Regions from separate parts of the Zea mays genome. Here region 2 is linked to region 1. A link is a contact called in public Hi-C data. All regions are on one chromosome and are shown on one strand. The core of a region is the stretch at or near the end of the contact, and the rest is flanking DNA. Distances in the headings are between cores, read along the strand shown.

Region 1 (5,756 bases), core at 1,870-4,369:
CGGCGCTCGCCTTCGTCTCAAACGTGAGGTCGACGCCCGACGCGCCCCCCGTTGGGACGCTGGGGACGTCGATTCGCTCGACAGCCGACGGAGCGCGGCCTCCCGCTCGGCCTTGGTTGCCCCGCCTCCTCCTCCGATGGCGGGGGAGAGGACAGGGCGAGCTCGAATGTTGTTCTTCCACCATGCGGGGAAGATGTCGTCGATTCCGCCACCGGCGGGCGGGTTGTCGGCCGCCATTGTCGTCGTCGCACGGCGGTGGAAGGAGTATCATGTCGTAGCTGCCGTCGAGGGACATGAACTCAAGACTCCTGAAACGGAGCACCGTCCCGGGTTGGAGAGGTTGTTGGAGACTGCCCATCTGGAGCTTGACGGGAAACTGCTCGTCAACACGCAGCGTGCCCCTACCTGGCGCGCCAACTGTCGGCGTTTCGAGACCGGGGGTCCCTCAGGCCGACGAGTGAGTGCCGCGTGCCCCAGCCCAGATGGGTCGAGCGTGTGGGCGAGCACGAAGGGGGGAGAGGAGCGAGGCGGCCGGAGTCCGGCGTGAGAGTGGTGGGAATCCCGCGGCCTTCGTGTTCGTCCCGCGCCCAGGTCGGGTGCGCTTGCAGTAGGGGGTTACAAGCGTCCACGCGGGTGAGGGAAGCGAGCGGCCCCAAGGGAGCGCCTGTCTCGTCCTCGTCCTCGCGCGGCCAACCCTCTCTAAGAGGGCCCTGGTCCTTCCTTTTATAGGCGTAAGGAGAGGATCCAGGTGTACAATGGGGGTGTAGCGTGGTGCTACGTGTCTAGCGGGGGAGAGCTGACGCCCTAAGTACATGCCAATGTGGCAGCCAGAGAGATCTTGGCACCCTGCTGGTGTGATGTCGTGGCGGTCGGAGGAGCGACGGTGCTTGGCGGAGGGACAGCTGTTGGAGCGGTCGAGTCCTTGCTGACGTCTACCTGCTTCCGTAAGAGAGCTGGGAGCCGCCATCGTCACAGAGCGTGCGGGGGCGCCATTATTGCCTATCTGGCGGAGCTAGCCAGATGGGACACCGGTCTTGTTCCCTACGGCCCGAGGCGGCTCGGGGTAGGATGATGATGGTGCTTCCTGTTGACGTGGCTGGCCTGCGCCCTAGGTTGGGCGACGTGGAGGCTCCTCCGAAGCCGAGGTCGAGTCTGTCTTCCGTGGCCGAGGCCGAGCCTCTAGGTCGGGCGAGGCGGAGGTCGTTCGGCGGAGGCCAGGGCGGAGTCTGAGCCCTGGGGTCGGGCGAAGCGGAGTTCGTCGTCTTCCGGGGCCGAGCCCTGGGTCGGGCGGAGCGGAGTTCGCCGTCTTCCGGGACTTAGCCCGAGTCCGAGCCCTGGGTCGGGCGGAGCGGAGTTCGCCGTCTTCCGGGACTTAGCCCGAGTCCGAGCCCTGGGTCGGGCGGAGCGGAGTTCGCCGTCTTCCGGGACTTAGCCCGAGTCCGAGCCCTGGGTCGGGCGGAGCTTCCTATGGCGCCTTTGGCAGGACCTGACTGCCTGTCAGTCTCACTCTGTCAAGTGGCGCTGTAGTCGGAGTGGCGCGGGCGGCGCTGTCCTTCTGTTAGACCGGTCAGTGGAGCGGAGAAGTGACGGCGGTCACTTCGGCTCTGCCGGAGGGCGCGCGTCAGGATAAGGTGTCAGGTCACCTTTGCATTAAATGCTCCTGCGATTTGGTCGGTTGGTGCGGCGATTTAGTCAGGGTTGCTTCTTAGCGAAGGCAGGGCCTCGGGCGAGCCGGAGATGTGTCTGCCGTTGGAGGGGGGCCTCGGGCGAGACGGAAACCATCCGGGGTCGGCTGCCCTTGTCCGAGGCTAGGCTCGGGCGAGGCGTGATCGAGTCGCTCGAATGGACCGATCCCTGACTTAATCGCACCCATCAGGCCTTAGCAGCTTAATGCTGATGGGGGTTACCAGCTGAGAATTAGGAGTCTTGAGGGTACCCCTAATTATGGTCCCCGACACGATTTTTTCACAAAAGGTCCAAAAACTGTTAAACGAAGCCTCAACAATCAGGGAGTGTTCGAAAGCAAAATATTTCAAAACCATGGTTTTAAAATATTACGGGTTTTAAGATGTCATGTCATAGTCGTAGTATTTTTTACGTCACTTTTAGCAATACGTGTTTGGAGAGAAAGTATCTCAAACTATGTTATTTAGTATACATGTGCAAGGCTAGTCATCGACCAAAAACTCTGGGTTGGAGTGGAGTTTAAAATACTCCAAAAAGTCCATGCTATCTACAAAACTTTGGAATTCAAAACACAAATTTTTACAATATAGTCAAACACACCAAACAACTCTAGCGTGGAGCTGTAGTTTATAATATCAATTTAAATAGTTTTAAAAAATATTTTTAGTCTAAATAATAAACGTTTCTTATAAAGACTTACAATTCTAGCTTCATAATTTTCTGGAGCATCTAATGACTTGCTTTACCAATTCCATTAAATTTTTTAGAGCCGGAGGTATGACAACAAGACCTTAATACCGTGATTTTACCTTAAAACTCTAAAAGTATTTTGCTTCTAAACAACTCCTCACCCTTTTGCAGTTCTAGTTCCGCCGCATTGCATCCACGCGTGCAGGACGAAGCAGGCATGTGTGCGGAAGGGCAACGGCGCAATGCGGCACAGCCGCACAGGCGGCACGAGCGGGGCAAGCAAGCCGCCTGCCCACTGGCCAGTGCAACCACCAGCCGTGGCCTCGCTGTAAAGTGACCCACACGGCGACCGGACGCGGCAAGACCAAAGGAGCCGCGCAAAAGGCTGCACGCCACGCACTTTCCGCACCCCTTTCGCGGATGATGCCGCCGGATCGCAGATGAATGGATGATGGACGGGCCCGGCCCCCACACGGCGTGTACCTACGCGGCGGACAGGTCCAGGGCCAGGCTCGCTCGACTGGATCCAGTGCGCGGCCAACCGTGCCATGCCATCTCCCAAATCTACCCGCTCCCACATTTACTCCTCCGCGCCGGGGACGCGCCAGCCCGGCCGGCACTCGCCCGTTGGTTCACCACCAGCTGTCCGTGCCCGGCCGCGGCTGCCTGCCACGGCTAAGCAACTGGCCCCGGGCGCTCCTGACCTCCAGTATAAATACCACCCCCACACCAATCTACTATCCAAGTTCCATATCCAACACACACAGCAACGCTCGCTCGACACTGTCACTAGCTAGTTGCTCTACTAGAGGGCGGGTATAGAGCTGCCTGCAATCCGCCGCTGAGAAGGGAGGATCGGAAGCGACGATGAGGTCGTTTGCTCCTGTCTTTCTGTCGGCGGTCGTGGCCTGGCTGGAGCTGGCGGGCACCGCGCAGGGCGGCAACTTCTACCAGGACACAGAGATGACCTGGGGCGATGGCCGCGGCAAGGTAGTGGACGGCGGGCGCGGGCTGGACCTGACGCTGGACCGCACGTCCGGCTCCGGGTTCCAGTCCAAGAGCGAGTACCTGTTCGGCAAGATCGACATGCAGATCAAGCTGGTGCCAGGCAACTCCGTGGCACGGTCACCACCTTCTACCTGTCGTCCCAGGGCGACGCGCACGACGAGATCGACTTCGAGTTCCTGGGCAACGTGAGCGGGGAGCCCTACACGCTGCACACCAACGTGTTCACGCGCGGACAGGGCCAGCGGGAGCAGCAGTTCCGCCTCTGGTTCGACCCTACCACTGCCTTCCACACCTACTCCATCCTGTGGAACCCGCAGCACGTGATCTTCGCGGTGGACGGCACCCCGGTGCGGGACTTCAAGAACCACGAGGCGCGCGGGGTGGCGTTCCCGAGGACGCAGCCCATGAGGCTGTACGCCAGCCTGTGGAACGCCGACGACTGGGCCACGCAGGGCGGGCGCGTCAAGGCGGACTGGTCCAAGGCCCCCTTCGTCGCCTCCTTCCGCGGTTTCAGCGCCGACGCCTGCGTCTGGGACGGCGGCAGGCAGCGCTGCCCTGAGGGCACCATGGAGGCCGCCGCCGTCGCGGGTGCCGGCTCCGGCCGCGGCTGGTGGAACCAGCAGCTCAGCGACATGAGCTACCGCCGCATGCGCTGGGTGCAGCGCAAGTTCATGATCTACAACTACTGCGCCGACGCCAAGCGCTTCCCGCAGGGCGTGCCCGCCGAGTGCAAGCTCCGGTGAGGGAGCGAGGTTTGTTGGGACGTCCGTGGGGCATCAAAACCAAGCACGATCCCTAGTCGTGGAAAGTAGAAACCAGGCATCGATTCGATCGTCGTCGACGGTCTTAGTAGTAGCTACTTATTTTGCAGTGGGCGATGAAAGAATGGTGTCATGTAAATGTAGCTCCAGTCGTGTCGCATTCTTTGATTTGTTGTTTCAGCAGCACCGGATGTACAAGTACTGAGTTTGGGCTAGCAAGAATAAGTAATCTTTTTCGGCCATGCATGCATCGCACATACGGGTTCTGTCATCACTCATCAGTGTGCGGGGGCATCCTAGCTGGAGTCTTGGACATATGGAGTCATTGAGAGCCAGAGACAGACAACAACCTGTAAACTGGACCCTTGCGTGACGCGTGAGAGGGACCGGAACCCGATGAAAGCCTGTCCTGATTCTGACGGATGTAGGTACGGTCCATTTATATTTTCTCCTCTATATTCTTTTCACCTGCCACGTAAATAATCTTTCTTTCTCTATATCTCTATTCTAGTTCTCTCTGAATCAAACCTTATACCCATCACCAAAATTTAATATCATTTTGTTCTCAGCATCCCTAACAAAAGCAGGCGCACAGACAACAGCATCTCCCGGAGGACCTGCATGGAGGAGCATGGCGGCAACAGCATCCCGCGTGGGGCCTGCATGGAGGACATAGCGTGGTGCTGGACGTGGGGCGAGAGAGAGAGAGAGTTTCATCTGGATGGGGGAAACCAAAGTGGGTACGGTTGCAGGTAATATAGAGTGCTACTGTAGCTGCTATGCAAGGGCAGAGAGAATGGAAGAGGCAACCGGTGAAGATAGCCTTATATCAAGGCAGACTAGGATCGCGACAGATGAGGACCGACACTATCCCTACTTGCATCGCTATATTTCAGATGTCTGAGATATAGTATATTTTTAGATAATAATTTTTATAGTTATAAACATATAGAGCTAAGATTCAGATTAATTTAGAAAAAAAGTAAGTAAAAATGGATGCAATATTTTTTAAAGAAAAGATAGAAATTAGATATCTGATCACTCAAAAAGTACATATTATAAGCTACCGCTTGACTTTAAGTCACGTTGTGCTTGCACAAAATAAGCAAAAGTAGTGGGGCAAGGTTTACCATCTCATTTATGAGCAATGATGGAGAAATGTCTTTGCCGAAGAACCTCAAAATATTCCGCTACCAGTCATTTTCAAATGTGTTTCGGGTAAGGATTATAATTTTGTTTCGTAATTTTCAAAAACCGTTTTGTTGACCAACGTTTCACTTTTATAATTTCAAATTTGAAATCGGAATACACCGAAAAACCGAACTGGTTTTTGTATCTCGCTTGGCACCAAGAACAAGAAATTTCACCGGATTTCGGTATTTACCGACCGAGAAAGTGGACCGTGGTTTCAGGTACTCTAAAATAACATGAATCTGCCTTTGTCGTAAACAGTACACAACCAAAAAACGAAGATAGTAAGCTTCGGATGTAATGGACTAGCATAGCGTGTGTACACAGACGAAAGAGAGAACTTCGGCTTCGCATGAGGGCAAAGGTGAATGAGAAGAATCCAGAAGCTTGAGAAGAACGTCTATGAAGGAAAAGGATGAT
Region 2 (6,205 bases), core at 3,501-6,000, 230 kb after region 1:
ATGTGCTATGGACGATTTCATATAAACTGGCCATTAATAGCTTATGCAAATGTTTGGAACGTGTTTAAACAACTATCTAATTTAAACAAGGTCTAACTATATCATATATAGAACTCGTAGCAACTCGCGCTGACACTAGTCTCTCCACTATTTGGTCTATTTGGTGGACTGAATAGACCGAACCACAATTGTGGGTCTATTCAGGTACGGTTCCTAAAATTATTTTGAAAATTTTGGTTCTCATTTTTCATAAACTGAAATTTTAAAAACCCAAAAGATCAAATGCTCAGCCCTAAGCATGACTAACCTAGTCCCCAATATTTCCCATTGCAGCATCGCCTTCCACTCCCCACCCCGAGCAGCTGACTCGGTGAGTCCCCTCAACGAGTGTCCCTATCTCACTGCAGCAATCGTTCCTGTAGACTGCAGCGAGTGTCACTCTCCCTTAGACCCCTACTTCCTCCCCTTCCATCTCACGCGTGTGGAGGCATGGCACCACCTCGGAGGTGCCACATTGCCCCACACTACCACCACTAGTCACCGCCAGCAACAAAGTCGTCCATCACAACAGTTTCCTATTGATATGCTTTTGCTACTATATGTTTTAGAGGGGGTTTAGGCTATCTCCAGCAGCTCTCCTATCTTATTCCCTATCCCATATCGTATTTCAATATCTACTATACAAACAGTTTTGTATACAGTGCTAAATAATGTTTTATACGACCATATGCATGATCTACTAGATACAATCTTAATGGTCAGCAATAGTATCATAGCTTTTCAAAATCAAGATGTGTTGGCTCCTATCACATAAGTGTCTAAAAACATGGTATGCATGTGGCATTTAATGAGAATATGACAAGAGAAACTAGTAATAGATTATATTTGTGTTTGGCCTCTATAATAGATTCATACTATAAACTATGAAACGAAATGTTTAAAAACATGGGTTTCGTCATAAAAGAGGATACAATTATCCAAAGTGTTATTTGCCAGAATCTCAAATTTTATAATTACTAGTCGGTTGCCCGTGCGTTGCGACGGCTCACAACAATACCCACGTAAACTATCCACCAAAAAGATCTCAAGATTTTTTATTGATTGCCTCCGCTCTCCGCATAATATTTTTTTATTTGACTAACTGATGTTGTTGTTTACTCCATCTAATATGTCTTGGTACAACACGACCAATGAAGGGAGCTATTAGAAGAGAGTTTACAATGACTGACTGAACGAACATAGATTATAGAATGATATAATTCCACCATAGAGAGACCAAATAAGAGGAAGTTTGTGAGGTCAAGTTTCTAAAATAAGTCACATGAACTCAAACTTACAAAAAACATAGATCAAAATATGGAGTGGTTGCTAAATCAGGCATCAATAAAAACTAGATGTGCTACATACAAATTATGGTACTTCGTAGCAATTACCAACGTTTAAAACCAACAAATAATCTTTCCTTTTACTGTTAGCGTGACAAACCATTGCTGGTCCATCCAATTCAGCAACCTCAAACACCATGGAGTCCATTGCGCCAATGTGGTCTCAGAAACGACCTAATGCATGCAAGAGCCAAGAACACAAGGGACAAACACCCTGTAGTAGTGCCCGCATAGATCTCCAAATCCTACTACACTCATGATAACTTTATCTCTATTTGCAGGATGACCTTGAAGATCATGTTGATGTTACAAATTTACATCTTTAGATTACCAATTAGTATTCGTATTTAAAACATTATTGTTGCTTAAACTACTACTACGTAGAATTGCTTAACTGCTACTTTCATTCGAAATTTTAAGTTCTAGATGCACTATGTGACTATGTCTAGATACATATCAACTTAGAAATTCCAGTAATATGGAGAAAGTTTTACTGCCACATGCTATTCAAACTTCTCAAGTTTGCAATGAAACACTGGTACAAAATTCTATTTTGTCCAGCATGTGCACACTTTTACGACAGTCAGATTAAATCTTACATTCATATAACTATTTTATCTTGTCCTGTTATAATCCATTTGTTTTAACTGTGACTTTGTATTGCACTTTTCAAGGTCCATGATGCAGGAAACCTTTTGACAAGGGCAGGCTTCACCCTTCCAGGAGTTGGTGTTGATCACTATATCGTTAGATACAATAATGGTTTGTAGAAAAAGAAAGCTTCAGTTTCTTATAGCTCTTACAATATTACCCGTAGGTAGAATAAACATGTATTTCAATTTTTACTTTTGTACTTGGCTTTTGTGTGATTGTTGTTACATTTATCAGATAACAACAGTCCTTTTTGTATTTAACTAGTCGGTTGCCCGTGCGTTGCGACAGCTTACGATAATACCCATATAAACTATCCATAAAAAAAATTCAAGATTTTTTATTGATTGTCTCCGCTCTCTATATAATATATTTTTTGATTTAGCTAACTGATTTTATTGTTTACTCCATGCAAATATGTCTTGGTACAACACAACCAATGAAGTGAGCGATTAGAAAAGAGTTCACAACGATTGACTGAATGAACAGAGATTATAAAATTACATAATTCCATCATACAGAGACTAAGTAAGAGAAAGTTTGTGAGATTAAGTTTATAAAATAAGTTCCATAAAGTCAAACTTATAAAAATGATAGATCAAAATATGGAGTGATTGCTAAAGTCAGGCATCAATAAAAACTGGATGCGCTACATATAAATTACGCTACTTCGTAGCAATTACTAACGTTTAAAACCAACAAATAACCTTTCATTTTGTTGTTAGTGTGACGAATCATTGCTGCTCCATCCAATTCAGCAACCTCAAACACCATGTAGTCCATTGCGCCAATGTGGTTTGAGAAACGACCTAATGCTTGCAAGAGCAAAGAACGTCGTGCTGTGCTTGGGTTGTAGCCTCGGCTCGTAGTGCTGGCCCGACCCGACACGATTATTTTTTTATTTTACAAAAAAACGTATATACCTATATACAATTTGTATTCAATATTAAAAACATCTTAGCGTGATGTTCTACTGGTTAGACAGTTTCACCCAGTATCTCCCGCCCTTCTTCCATCAGGGCATGGGTTCGAACCCCACCTCTTGCACCATTTTTTAACGTTTTACGCTGATTTAATTAAATGGATCGACGGGCTAGCGGGCTGGCCCGACACAGTTAGCAGGCCGGCATGACGTGCCTGTGCCAACTATGGCTCGCGTGCATGCCTGTGCCAACTATGGCCCGCGTGCATCTAGCCCGTGTCGGGCGTCATTACGCTGATTTAATTAAATGGATCGACGGGCTAACGGGCTGGCCCGACACCGGCCGGTATGACGTGCCTGTGCCATAGTTGTGGTCCGCGTGCCTGTGCCATAGTTGTGGTCCGCGTGCATCTAGCCCGTGTCGGACGTCGTTTGACATCTATAGACGTACAACAGATTAATTTAAAATAGCTGTGAGGGGTTATTTGTAAAAAAATGACGTATGACGATGGCATATTATGGGTTCTGGTGATGTGATTCTACAATTTGAGCCAGCCCCAAGAAGGGGAGAGCGAGACGTAATTACTCGTAGGACATCAGACTATTTCCTGGGATGCGAAGTGATGTGGGGTTCAAGCTTTAAGCAGCGATCTGTATTATGGGAGGAACTGATCCTGCTGTATTCATTTTGTTCCCCTTCACCATATGATTTTCTTCTCTTCCTTTGTTCAATTCTTCCTTCCTGTGATTCTTGTAGAGTTTTTTACTTGTACGGTTCTATATTGGGCCATTAGTTCTTTTTTTTTCTTGATAGACATTAGTAATATAATTTTTTTTGTAAGGTAGTTAACTTTGGGTTTCATATGATTTGTGAAATTATATGATGCAGTATCTGATACAAACAATTGTTGATGAATATAACATTTGTATATTTGTGTAAGGTACAATCAGGCCACGACTAATGTGTAATCAGGCATTATGTGTAAACGTGCAAACGAGTATTTTAGTATGTTGGATCATGACCCAACCTCTTCTTTTATGCTTCTCCGGTTGTACCATTAAACATAAAAACAAATAAATATAAGGGCACTAACATTATTGACTGAGTATTGTTTCTAACCATGTAATTTGTCTGATTCATGCCATGTAATCCATACTACTCTATTAAGAAATAATTTGTGTAATATTATAATGTCTGTTCGACATCAGTTCATTATATTTGAGTCATCTTATTTATAATATAATATTAAATATCTATATCGTTAATATAGTATTAGTGTTACGATGATATTTTGTTACACGGTTTTTATATATTATAGTGATGTTTGTCATTCTGTGTCTATGATTTATACTAATTTTTAACTTCCGTGACAACGTACGTGCACATTAATAATAGTAGAGTAGAGATAGAGATTTGCGGAAAATCCATTAGACCTTTAGAGCATATCTAACAATACCTCAAATTGGTGACTAAAATTGAAATATGAGGCTCTATGCTGGAAAAACGACTCCAACAGTATCACATTTCATAAAATTTAGTCAAAAAATTATATGGCACCTTCTCAAGTGCCTCAAATATACTACACCGTAGTATACTGCTCTATAATCTAGATTTGGAGTTTTACTGTTTAAGCGGAATGTTTGTTGGTGCCATAAATTCTATAAAACATATTAAATTTTAAATCATAAACATTTTTATAGATCACGTTGTTGAAGGTGCTTTTATGCTGGAGGGACTAACCAGAAATACATAAAACTTTAGGTTCAAAACTGCAAACAACATAAAATTCTCGTACAGGGCGCCAAATATAAAATATGCCACTCCATTTGCCCCCAAATTGATTTTAGTCTTAAATCCCCTGCGAGGCTGCGTCTCTCGAAGTCCAAAACGCCCCGCCCTGGAACCCTAACCCTACCTTTCCTCTCCCGCCACCGCCCGCCCCAATGGCGAAGCCGATGAAGTACGACGATGAGGAGGAGATCTCGTCCTCCGCCGAGGAGGAGGACCAGTCCGACGCCGCCGGCTCCGTATCTGGCGAGGAAGGGGATGACGACGACGAGGATGCTGCGGCGCCGCCCGCGGAGGAAGCTGAGGGCGAGGGGCAGCAGGAGGAGGAGGTCGACGAGGAAGAGATCGAAGCCGTCACTACCGGCGCTGGAGCTGAGGACGAGGAGGACGCCGGTGCCGTTACCGCCGCTGAAGGCGACGACGAGTCCCAGTCCACCGAGGACGACGAGCCCGTCGCGAGGGACAAGGACGATGACGACGAGGTGAGCGGGAGGTTAGGGTTTGAGTGTTTTAATCGCGTTTTTAGGGATTTGATTTAAAGAGGGCTTTGGAAATATACTAATATTTGAATTTTTTCCCGACCAGATAGTTTCAGAATAATCTGCTTTACAGTCATTGCTAGATATAGTCTCTGTTAATTTGTTAGTTTTGTTATTGTTGCAAGCACTTCTGCTTTTATTTTTTCTCAGAGCTGTGGCATAAGCTGTTGTTGTCTGGTTCTTCCATAATGCAAAGATAATAGTAATATTGGTAAATAATATATCTCTAGTTCTGAGTTTAATGTGTTGAGGGGACCCTTTGTTGTGTCATGCCCTACACTTAAGTAGTGAAAGTTTTACATTTCTTTGCCCTAACCATGTCTGCCGCAGACTGATGCAGTGGTTGGGAAGCGAGAGAAAGCAAGGCTAAAAGAACTCCAGAAGATGAAGAAACATAAAATCCAAGAAATATTAGATACTCAAAATGCCGCCATTGATGCTGACATGGTATATACTGTCTTTAAATGGATCCTCATGTACAATTGCATGGTTTGCACAGGATTAACCATTTAGGCTTAATATATGTTGTCTTGATCTTATATTTCTCAACAGAACAATAAAGGGAAGGGACGGTTGAAGTACCTTCTTCAGCAGACAGAAATATTTGCTCACTTTGCAAAAGGAAGTCAGTCCAACGAGAAAAAGCCACGCGGGAGGTAACATTGGTCTTGTTTGTGCCATGACTATATGAAATTACGAATTATCTTCTAAGTTTAGTGGACATTGCTGGCACTTCATTCGGCATAGCACTTTTGAAGTTTAAAAATACTATGAAGGATGCTCTCAGCTTTCAATCATGACCACATCATCACTTCTAACTGATGATGTACCTTTGCACATGAATCAACACACAATACAATCAACCTTCTCTGCTCAAGCCCGTAGGTGTATCTTTCATATTGTTATTATTTTCCTGAAA

What was found. A called contact is a pair of places that touch in the nucleus more often than the background predicts.
Region 2: a contact with region 1 is called in a Hi-C map of ear, with 2.6 times the contacts expected there. The contact joins the promoter of LOC103635205 here to the promoter of LOC100284736 in region 1. A contact is called at or near these places in 6 of 25 Hi-C or Micro-C datasets (ear, leaf, tassel and 1 more).

The regions. Positions count from the first base shown.
Region 1 is chr8:54,293,194-54,298,949 of Zm-B73-REFERENCE-NAM-5.0, forward strand. LOC100284736 (xyloglucan endotransglucosylase/hydrolase protein 23) reads left to right here and starts at 3,120. Exons shown (of 2, transcript NM_001157631.2): 1 at 3,120-3,491; 2 at 3,494-4,360. The coding sequence starts at 3,244. The coding sequence ends at 4,127.
Region 2 is chr8:54,518,017-54,524,221 of Zm-B73-REFERENCE-NAM-5.0, forward strand. LOC103635205 (probable chromatin-remodeling complex ATPase chain) reads left to right here and starts at 4,751. Exons shown (of 25, transcript XM_008657719.3): 1 at 4,751-5,229; 2 at 5,617-5,733; 3 at 5,839-5,942. The coding sequence starts at 4,903.